3 separate regions of the Mus musculus genome follow, and all the other regions are linked to region 2. Evidence: chromatin contacts called from public Hi-C data. All regions are on one chromosome and are shown on one strand. The core of a region is the stretch at or near the end of the contact, and the rest is flanking DNA. Distances in the headings are between cores, read along the strand shown.

Region 1 (3,389 bases), core at 537-3,036, 450 kb before region 2:
GTTTACAGACTCTTGTTAGACATAGGGTAGAAATATTTTGGGGTGTGAGTGTGTGTGTATGTGTGTGTAAATCTGTATGTAGGTGCACATATACTTGTGTGCAAAGGTAGGGACATCTTGGTTTCCATTCTGCAGACATCATTTACCTCGTGTGTTTGAGGCAGGGTCTCTCACTATCCTGGTTGGCCAGGTGCCCACCAGTCTCTACCATCTGTGCATCATGAATGCATACCACCTAATGGCTTCTGGGGGTAGAGAGGATCCATTTTCTTCAAGGGTGTGGCTCTTGGTAGTTCACTCACAGCCCAGTGGATGCTCTACACCCCAAAGTATATAAAAAAATGTTAAGAAGAGAACATGTAGTTGGGGGATGAAGAGGAGGGGCAGCTATAGGAGGAGCTAAGGAAATGCGATCAAAATACATTGTCAGCAAATTAATAACAATAGTGATTTGGTAAAGGAAAGAAACAAAGAATGAACAAAAAAGACCAAGAGAAGAATGCACCCACAATGCACCCCGCATGTTCAGCGTTTTACATGGTGCTGAGACACAACTCGGGTCCTCATGATTTCTAGACAAGCCCCTAGCCACACAGCCATCTCTCATCTCCAAGGGTAGGGATGGCTCTCAGTGTTTCTCTTGTGACACATATATCCTATTCACATTTTAGTCTCTGGAACCACTATACTCGGAGGAAACGGTCATTTGATATCATTCCCTTCACAAAATATGTAAAAGGAAAAATCAAACCACAGCATTTGACTGACAGTCTGGAACCTCTCAGGTTATGTGGCTCTGAACTGAATGCAGCAACCCTCTCGACCCGTGCTGGGCACTTGTATTTTTATCATGACCATTGTTAGGAAGACTTCTGTGGTTGTTGTCCACATGGCCGTTCTCAATACCATCTCCTTCCCTTTGGTGAGCAAGGGGCCATGTAGGCTTTAATCCACACTGGTCCCTTTGTACCTTGGCATCTCTTAAATCGCCCTCCACACTCAGGGCTGAGTGTGTGCACACCTAACACGTTCACAAATTAATGGTAGTTGTTTGGGGAGTTAGTTCTCAAATTTTCAATATTGCTGCCTGTTAAATGATTCATTTATTTACATAATTTACACGGTAAATATATTTTTTTCTTCTTTAAACATCCATTTGTTTATTTTGCTTACATGTAGAAGAGGAGAACATGGGATGGCAAACGTGCGGAGGCAGGAGTGTAATTCATTCCAGAGAGTTCTCTGTTTCCATTGTGTGGGCCCCTGAGACCAAAATCAGGGCCTTATGCTTGGATGGCAAGCACTTCAGCCACTGAAGCCCCTCCTTGGCCTATCCCCTATCTTTTCCCAATTTTGTTACCTTTTTTTTGAGAAGCTTAATTTGCCAAAGCTCAGGAAGAACTCCCTAGATGTTGCCCAGCTCTCTGGACATTGACTTTAACCTTCCCCGAGTGGACCAGACCACTGCTCGCTGGCCTCTGTACTTTACCCAATCCTAAGGCAGCTTTAAACCCTGCCTATTTCCATGCTCCAGCATTCTCAGTTCCTGTCTGTGATAAACACATTAAGTAATGTTGTCACCATAAATAGTTCTCAGGACTAAGTTTCTGACCTTTCCAATAATTTTTTTCTCATTTAAAAAAAAAAAAAACCTTTGCCATCAGAACTGTATATGATAAAAGAAAGAAGAATGAAAAAAATGCCCACTGCCTGTTTCATGCTGCTTCCTGTTGTATCAAATCTCAACAGCGTCATCAGGCTGACCTGCAATCCTTGGGGTGTTTACAGCAGAGCCCTGTTGGGTGAACTGCAGAGCTGCTTGGTGTTAGCTTTACTCTTCAGTTAAGCAACCACAGCACCAACTTTCTCTCGAAGACTCTCCAGGCTTCTCCGTGGTCACCCTTGACTTTAATCAGTCTGTACATATTTCTGTCGGTTGAATTTCCCTTGGCTCGGTCTTCTGTGGGTTTTCGCCCTGAGACCTTGAGGACCACATAGCTTTCCTTCCCCATTGAGGTCAGAGTCCTCTGTGTGCCTCATCCACACACTAGACAATGCCTCGCAGATCCATTTCATGAGAACATGCCTAGGTCAGACGGAGTCTCCTCTCTTTTTCTGCTATTGCATATGTCATGCCCTGACTCCTAATTAGTTAATCAATTAATTATTAATGATTTATTTTGGGTGTGTGTTTATGGTTTCTGTTAGGATATACATTTGTGTGTATACTCATGGGATGTGTGGAAGTGGGGACTGGGTGTGTCTATGGTACACGGTAAGGGTTACCATAGACACACCCACCCACCTGCCATTGGTCACCTTTTAAAACTGGTAAAAACATTTCTCTCCCAAGATTTTAATGATGATGTTAGTGAGGGTGCTTGTGGTCATTACATAACCAGTTATACCGTTCAGGGTGTTGCTAGGCATTGTCACAAACTTAAGAGTATCGATCGCCTCTCACCCACTTATTAATGGAAGGACTAGGATGTCTCTAGGGCACAGAAGAACTCCCAGTTTCTTCCTAAGGAGGATTGATTTTGTTATTTGACAGTTCTGTGATGCACATCACGTATTCTGACTGCTTCCTCTTCACAGTCTCTCTTATCTCCCCGCCAGAACCCCCATCCTTCCCCTACCCAGGCAGTACATGACTTTTGGGTTTATGACCCATTTTGATAAGCAGGGCCACACGTGTGACAGTTGAGTTGGCTGCATACACTTCCAGCTTCTTAACAGCTCAATGGTATCTTCTTGAATCACAGCTACAACTTTAACTCCCATCAACTAAGTCCATTGGTTTGGTCTCTGCTGATGTGCAATAACAACTTCCCACTTCCACCTCTTTTTTCCCTCTTGGCATACATATGCATGTATTGCATATATGTGTATATAGTTCCTCTGTGTGTGTGTGTGTGTCTGTGTAAGCATGTTGAGAACAGAGGTTAATGTTAAGTGTCTCTTTCTATTGTTCTGTATGTTGTTGTTGTTGTTGTTGTTGTTGTTGTTGTTGTTGACAGAACCTCTCGTTGAACCTGGAGCTCATCAACTCCATTAGACTTCCTGGTCAGCAAGTCCAGGATCCTTCTGTCTCTACCCACACAGCAATAGGACTGTATGTAAACACTGTTATGTCCAGCTTTTGTCTCTGGCTGTTGTGCATCCAAACTCATGTCCTCTTGGGTACATGGCAGACACTTTACAGAGCCATCTCTCATCCCCTGAGGCTCCTTGTATGTAAAGAACAACTGCCTAGGTATCCGATGTCTATGTGAGTCATGTTTTGTCGATCAAAACAGCACAGGACTTCTCTACTTATTTAGATATTCATCGTTTACAAGTTCTGGGAAGGGAGAGGAGAGATGATGTACAACCTCTGATACAAGGCT
Region 2 (3,286 bases), core at 24-2,523:
ATAGACAAAGCATTCATACACATAAGATAAAAGTAAAAAATAAATTAAAAACATTTAAATACTGTTCTGATGTCGTATACAGTATTGATTCATAATTAGGTATCTAGCAAAATTAACAATGTTGTCTGTAGATAAAACAGTAATCCAACTCCTGAGACACTTCAAAGTCGTTATGCGAGTTGTTCTACAATCTAGAATTGGAGTGGGGTGGGGGGGTGGGGGCGAAGCAATACCAATAAGGAATTTGAGGATTTTGAGAAATTTTCTCAAATAAAAATTTCTTTTTCAGAGATGGGAATGGTTGTTCTGGATCCGATCCTGATGGGAAAATCGGGGCATTTGGAATCAAAAGAGGTTTGTGAGCCTGGTTTCTCTCGTTTCATTGATCAAGAGAGCCGGTGATACAGATCCTATCAATCTGGTTTATTGAATGATATCTTGTAAGAAGTAATTAGTGTTAAGACACGAGCAGAAAAAAATAGACAAGATCTGTCTCTCTGACTTTTGAATCGGGAACCAATTGAGAAACAGACGACAGAGTCAATGAGACAAAGGCTTAAAAATACAAATTTCACACTTGGTAGAGCGGATTAGACTCTTCCTCAGCCTGCATTCAACACAGACTTTGTGAATCCTGGGCTTTCCTCCTGGGTTCAATTGATAGTGACATGATTGAAGGCTGCGTGTCTCATGCAGTTCCTACTTTACCCGAGATTGTATTTTGTTCCGTTTTCTGCTTTTATCCTTTCCTAACACAAAGGTCTTCAGCCGTTACCCAAAACTTGGGGATGGGGTAGAGAGGAAGCAGGGTGAGTTTTCAATATCTTACTTGAGAGTTGTTGACCACATCTATGTAGAAAGTTACTTCTTCTCCCTTGGACAATGTACTTGGCTTGCCACTTATTTGAATGGAACCCAAACCCTGATGCCTCTTGTTAATTGGTAGGTACAGTTCTCCACTGACAGATGGGATATGCAAATGAATGTTTGCCAGGCCTTATATCAAAACCCAGGCTTGCAGAGATCTGCTCAGGAAACCAACCCATTATCTAGAGTGTCCAGCCCTGGAAGCCAGCCTATTTCAGACTTGCAGTCAAGTTGATTTCTAGTAAGCCAGACTGCTGTTTGGAGTAACGGTCTAGGAAACCAAACAACAGCCCATGACCACTGACCCCAAAGATCAGTCACTGACAGGTCCCTAAGTGCATCCAATCAGAGAAAGCCAAATGCACGCTGCTAACCAATCAGAGGGAGTGCCTCTCTTCCTAATGAACCACCCACAGCGTCTCTGTGCCAGATTTAGACAGCTCTCTTTCCTCCCCCCTTTCTCCCGTCCTGAGCATGCTCCAATCTGTAAGTGACTGCGGCTACGCCTTTGTCCATGCAGGCTGCTTTTGCTGTCCTCATTTGGTTGATTTCCATTTCCTTCCACAGTCCTGCAGGGAAGAGGCCCTCGGGTTTGTGTATATTTCCCTGCAGAATGTTACTTGGTTTTATATATATCCTAAGAATTCTATTTTAACACCCCTCTTGCTAATGCTCCTCATGTGGTCATGGGATCATCGTGACTTGCTTACTAGTTTGCATGTTAATGAGCTGGCTGGATGGTGGGCATGCATTCACTCTAAATCTGTATAGGACTTAGCCATTTGCCTTTTTGGAGATTACACATTGAAAAGAGACAGAAACAGAATGCCAGATACCATCTAAGGAGAGATCCAAATTTTCATTTCATTAAAAGCTATGTTATGAGAGGAAATTGAAAACCTGCAAGACCTACCAGATGTGGTCAAAACTGTAAAACAGATACATCATAATTATTTGTTGAAGGGATTTACCAAACTGTCTCACATTATTATACAACACGAAACAGCACAGTGCTGAGTCTTCCAACTTGAAATTTATATTAAGTCATGTTGGTCTGTACCCAAGCCTTCAAATAATATGTAAACATTGATGTTTCTCTCTCAAGGGTGTGGACCAGAGGGGAGTACTACCTCTGACCTGCAACCATCACAAGGCTGCACAGCTGGGTTCTGTGCCCACACTGAGTAGTGCTCTGTCCCCATTACGGTGCAGAGGAGGAAGAACCCCGAAAGAAGGTAACCACAGTCCTGAGAATGGACAGAGGTCTATGGTACAATGAAGTTCACAGTCTCAAGGCAAAGGAGAGAAGATGGGTGACTTGTAAAGTGCACAAGTATCTGAACATGAGTTTGATACCCAGCACCCAGTTAGAAGATGGGAGTAGTGGGCACAGTCTTGTAATCCCAGCATAGGAGAGACAAAGCCAGGCAGATCTTGGTCTGGCCAGTCAGCCTTTCGGAATCGATAAGCCTCAGGGTCCCAGAGAGAGACACTATCTCAGAAACGGAGGCTCATGGGAATGACAGCAGTGTTGGCCTCTAATCCCCACAGGCACCAAACACGTGCCCACACCCACGTATACACAAAGGTCCATGTTGGGAGTGGCTCAGCAGTGGGCAGAGATGCATTTCTAAGTTCTGTGGATCTCCCCACAGTGCAGTCTTCAGAGCGTATCAGAACCATTAGGCACAAGCCTCACTGTGTACCAGTCCCTATAAGAACTAACAGTGAAAGTTAATAATCTCCTGCATGCCAACCCCAGGGCCCATGGAAGTCAGGGACCATGTGTATTATTAATGTAACAAATAAATCTTCTGAAAATCTTGTGATATGACCAAAACTGGCAAAAATAAAGCTGAAGTCTCACATCACTGAGGTACCTACATACACCGATTGCTGACCGGAATAAATGTTCACCAAGCACTAACACCTTGTATACTAGGTGACTCATTAAGCTGAGATGTCACTGTCATGTAGACAGTTTAAAGTTTTTATATAGCTATTTAGCTTTGGAGAGTATATGTATATGTATATGTATATGTATATGTATATGTATATGTATATGTATATGTATATGTATATGTATATGTATATGTATATGTATATGTATATGTATATGTATATGTATATGTATCAATATCAAGCTCCTGCCCTGGGCCACAGCAGAGCATCTAAATCATATGGGAGTCACAACACCCAAGACCAAACTAAGGCTTTGAAAACAGCTAACTCACCAGGCATGGTGGCCCACTCCTTTGATCCCAGTACTTGGGAGGCAGAGGCAGGCAGATGTCTGTGAGTTTGAGATCAGCCTACAGAGTGAGTTCCAGGACATCCAGACCTACACCAAGAAACTTTGTCTCAGAAAACGGAAATTTACTAATAATTAATAATTAAATAATAAACAATAGCTAAGTCT
Region 3 (3,107 bases), core at 542-3,041, 350 kb before region 2:
AGGTGGTGGTGGTGGTGGTGGTGGTATGCATGGGGAACAGGTATAGTTTAGAAGTCACAGCTTTTGTTTGAGATAGGGTCTCTCATTGGTCTGGAACTTTACAGGGGAGCCAGGCTGACAGGCCTGGCAGCTTTGGTAGAGTCACCTGTCTCTGCTCCCATGTCACAGCACTAAGACTCCATACTGGTGACTCACCCAGCTTTTTTACTTGGGTTCTAAAGGCAGGTCCTTGTGCTGGTTCAACGCGAGCTTTACTGGCCAAGGTGTCTCCATCTCCCCAGCCTTGTGAGCTTTAAACTATGGAAGAGCCACAAAGCACGGTGACTTTAGCACAGACCAGATTCAACAATTTATCCTACCCGCCTCTTGGGAGGTAGACCAGCACGCTCTTGTGTTGGCATCTCTGAGACTGGAGTCAGCATGGCCACAGTTTCCTCCCACAGCCTCCATGGTGTGAATGGCACATAGGGGCCTGAGGAGGTGGATACCAGGGTGCCAGTGTTTTGAAGCGAGCCTCAGACAGCCATGGTGGTCTGCAGTGAAGAGGCCCTTGGGCAAGAGAACCCAGCTATCAAAAAATTAAAACTTGTCTGGCCTCAATAGTTTCTATCAGAAAAATCAGTGCCAATTGCACCTGTTTTGCAGCATGCCACACTCAAAAGGCATTCAGTAAGTACCACACCATTCAGTAACGAGTGGGGGCAGCTAAAGTTTTTAACCCCAAGAAGAGAGCTGAATATAATTCAACGTTCACATTCTTTTTTCTTTTCTTTTCTTTTCTTTTCTTTTCTTTTCTTTCTTTCTTTCTTTCTTTTTTTTTTTTTTTTTGGCTTTTCAAGACAGGGTTTCTCTGTATGCTGTGACATACTTTAGTTAGTGGGAGAAGAGGAGGGTTTGAAATTGCTGTAAGAATACATAATTAGGGATGCAGGTTTGCCCAGGGGAGACCTAATTTATGTGTGAGCCTGTTGTCATGGTTACAGCATCCACAAGACTGAAAGTGTCCTAAGTGAGATCATCCATATACTGTGGTCACCAGACCCACATAATCTACTTAAAAATGATGTTTCTGTTTTCATGCTGTGCAAGTGTAGGCTTGCACACTTGTATGCTGTGCCCGTGAAGCCCAGAAGAGGGCACTGGGTGCCCGGGAGCTGGAGTTAGGGGACAGTCATGAGCAAGAGTGGGTGTGGCTTTAAACTCTGAACCAAAATAAACTCTCGCTTCCCTAAATTGCTTTGTATTTTCTCACAGGGTAGAACAGCACCTGCCCAGGGTTTTCGCAGGAAGCAAGAGAACTGAGATGTGCCAATGGCATACCAAGGCAATCTGAAACAATGGAGAGTCCTTGTGCAAGGTCATTGCTGTGGCACCCTGCACACCTTTAATCCTATCACTCAGCAGGCAGAGGCAAGTGAATCTGTGTGAGCTCAAGTCATGTTGGTCTGTTTAGTGACTTCCAGGCTACACAGGGACACTGTGTCTACAGAAATAGTACTTGTTCTAGTGGATGGGACAATTATCTCTCAAGTTCTCGAATACATGACTACTAAGTTAGAAGATGTATAGGTGTGAGGCTATCGCTGGCTAAGCAAGACAATACCAATAAGCTGGTGGGACTTTGGCATCTACTGGGAATGGGAACTCTTCGAGGCCACTGACCCTAACCACTTCTGGGCATTCCATCATTGTACATATACAACTATCAAATCTTAGGTAGTTTCATATATGTGAAGGAGATATCCTGCCAACCAACTTCCTTTTAAAAAACTAAACACTGCCACTACCCACAAACAGACATGGTGTTTCCTCACATGCGTGAGGAAGTGACTTACGGACATTCTGATATCAGTCTTCTTGGTTGAACTGCCTAGAATAACTCTGTTTTGTCCTAGTTTTAACAAAAATCCATCTTGTGCTTCGCCCCACTGCTCCCCAGGCCCTGTTGACCATACTAAGCAGAACATAGTTTCAGTTTGGGACCTTCCATTGTTTTACAACATAAAGCAAATCAACAAGGTGCAGCCTTTGAGCCTTTGGAAACAAAACCTGCAGAAACTTCCACCCGTTGGCCTTCTTCTAGCTTGGTGTGATTGTGGGCTTGAGCCCTTTTGAGCCATGGCAAATGTAGGGAGTCCCCTCTGCAAAGGGTCTGCTCTTCACCAATCTGATCTTCACTGAGAGACCTGGAAAACTGAAACCAAAACCTAAGTCCTATTTCCCTCTCCCCAGCTCCTGGGAAGACCCTTCCAATATGAGGCAGAAAAGGCAGTGTATCAGTTTGTCTCTCACATGTGAAGTCCTCCTTTTGTGCTTTCCCCCTGGATTACAAAGTCCAGTGTGGTGCAGGGTCAGCGAATCTGTTGCTCTATTTTTATCGATATCTGAAGAGAAGCCCACAGGGACATCTTTTGGGAAGTAAATGGTAATTGTGTGCAAATGAGAAAATAAAACTTTTCATGGAATAACAGATCTCTCCAGGCGGGAAGAAGGGGCATTCCGTAGCTTCCTTTTGAAAGCAGTGCAATCATAATGAGAAGCAGCTCAAAGCCTCCATCCTAAAGGGATGTGGAAAAGGGCAGTGCCCGCTCCACGGCCAGTAAGGACCACCCAGAGCATCAAGAGCCTGGGGCTCGGGTTCCACGGCTGACCTGAGAGATGGTAAGGAGTGTGTCACCTCCGTGCATAAATGTTTAAGTTTCCTGGTGGTGAAGATATTTAAATATAAATGAGCCAAGGATAAAAAAAAAAATTTTTTTAAATGCCTATGAAATTTTACTGCCCAGGAGTCTGGATTTGTCAAAGTCGAAGCCAATGAAGCAAATTAAGCTTTGGCTTGTCTGCTGAGGGGAACAGACAGAAACTGGCACTCGAGGATGAAATTATCAAGAATTTCACTAAAAAAAGAATCTTCTTCACCTTGCTGAGAGCCAACAACCATAGGGTAGTAGTGGCCTCCCCCTCTCTCTTCCTGCCTCCCTCTATTCCTTTCTTCCTTCTAGCTGTTTCTCCCTCCATTCCTTCCTTCCTTTCTTTTAAAACAGTTTTCTGAAAAATACTCCAACATATGCTTTGAGGGCAATTAAATTTGCTGACCGATATGACAC

The links. Hi-C and Micro-C count contacts between places; a contact is called where the count stands out from the background.
Region 1: a contact with region 2 is called in a Hi-C map of pre-megakaryocyte-erythroid progenitors, with 5 times the contacts expected there. The contact joins two enhancer-like sites. A contact is called at or near these places in 2 of 484 Hi-C or Micro-C datasets (embryonic stem cells and pre-megakaryocyte-erythroid progenitors).
Region 3: a Hi-C map of hematopoietic stem and progenitor cells shows a contact between it and region 2, with 2.5 times the contacts expected there. The contact joins two enhancer-like sites. A contact is called at or near these places in 3 of 15 datasets of contacts at CTCF or cohesin (embryonic stem cells, pro-B cells and stem cell-derived epiblast-like cells), 130 of 484 Hi-C or Micro-C datasets (the 63-12 cell line, the AtT-20 cell line, B cells and 70 more), 9 of 115 datasets of contacts at active chromatin or transcription factors (astrocytes, bone marrow-derived dendritic cells, cardiomyocytes and 4 more) and 1 of 9 other capture datasets (bone marrow-derived macrophages).

What each region holds. Positions count from the first base shown.
Region 1 is chr9:116,159,543-116,162,931 of GRCm38.p6, reverse strand. All of the region lies in intron 1 of Tgfbr2 (transforming growth factor, beta receptor II), which reads left to right. Among named protein-coding and RNA genes, the nearest start is that of Tgfbr2, 14 kb to the left of the region's middle. Within about 2 kb of position 1,786, at least 70 of the 459 cell types and tissues checked have an H3K27ac peak or open chromatin away from gene starts, as enhancers often do. A contact at or near this core is called in pre-megakaryocyte-erythroid progenitors, where this site is marked.
Region 2 is chr9:115,706,573-115,709,858 of GRCm38.p6, reverse strand. No RefSeq gene overlaps it. Among named protein-coding and RNA genes, the nearest start is that of D330037F02Rik, 42 kb to the right of the region's middle. Within about 2 kb of position 1,273, at least 66 of the 459 cell types and tissues checked have an H3K27ac peak or open chromatin away from gene starts, as enhancers often do. A contact at or near this core is called in hematopoietic stem and progenitor cells, hematopoietic stem cells and pre-megakaryocyte-erythroid progenitors, where this site is marked.
Region 3 is chr9:116,057,350-116,060,456 of GRCm38.p6, reverse strand. All of the region lies in intron 14 of Gadl1 (glutamate decarboxylase-like 1), which reads right to left. Among named protein-coding and RNA genes, the nearest start is that of Gm31014, 4.4 kb to the right of the region's middle. Within about 2 kb of position 1,791, at least 55 of the 459 cell types and tissues checked have an H3K27ac peak or open chromatin away from gene starts, as enhancers often do. A contact at or near this core is called in hematopoietic stem and progenitor cells and hematopoietic stem cells, where this site is marked.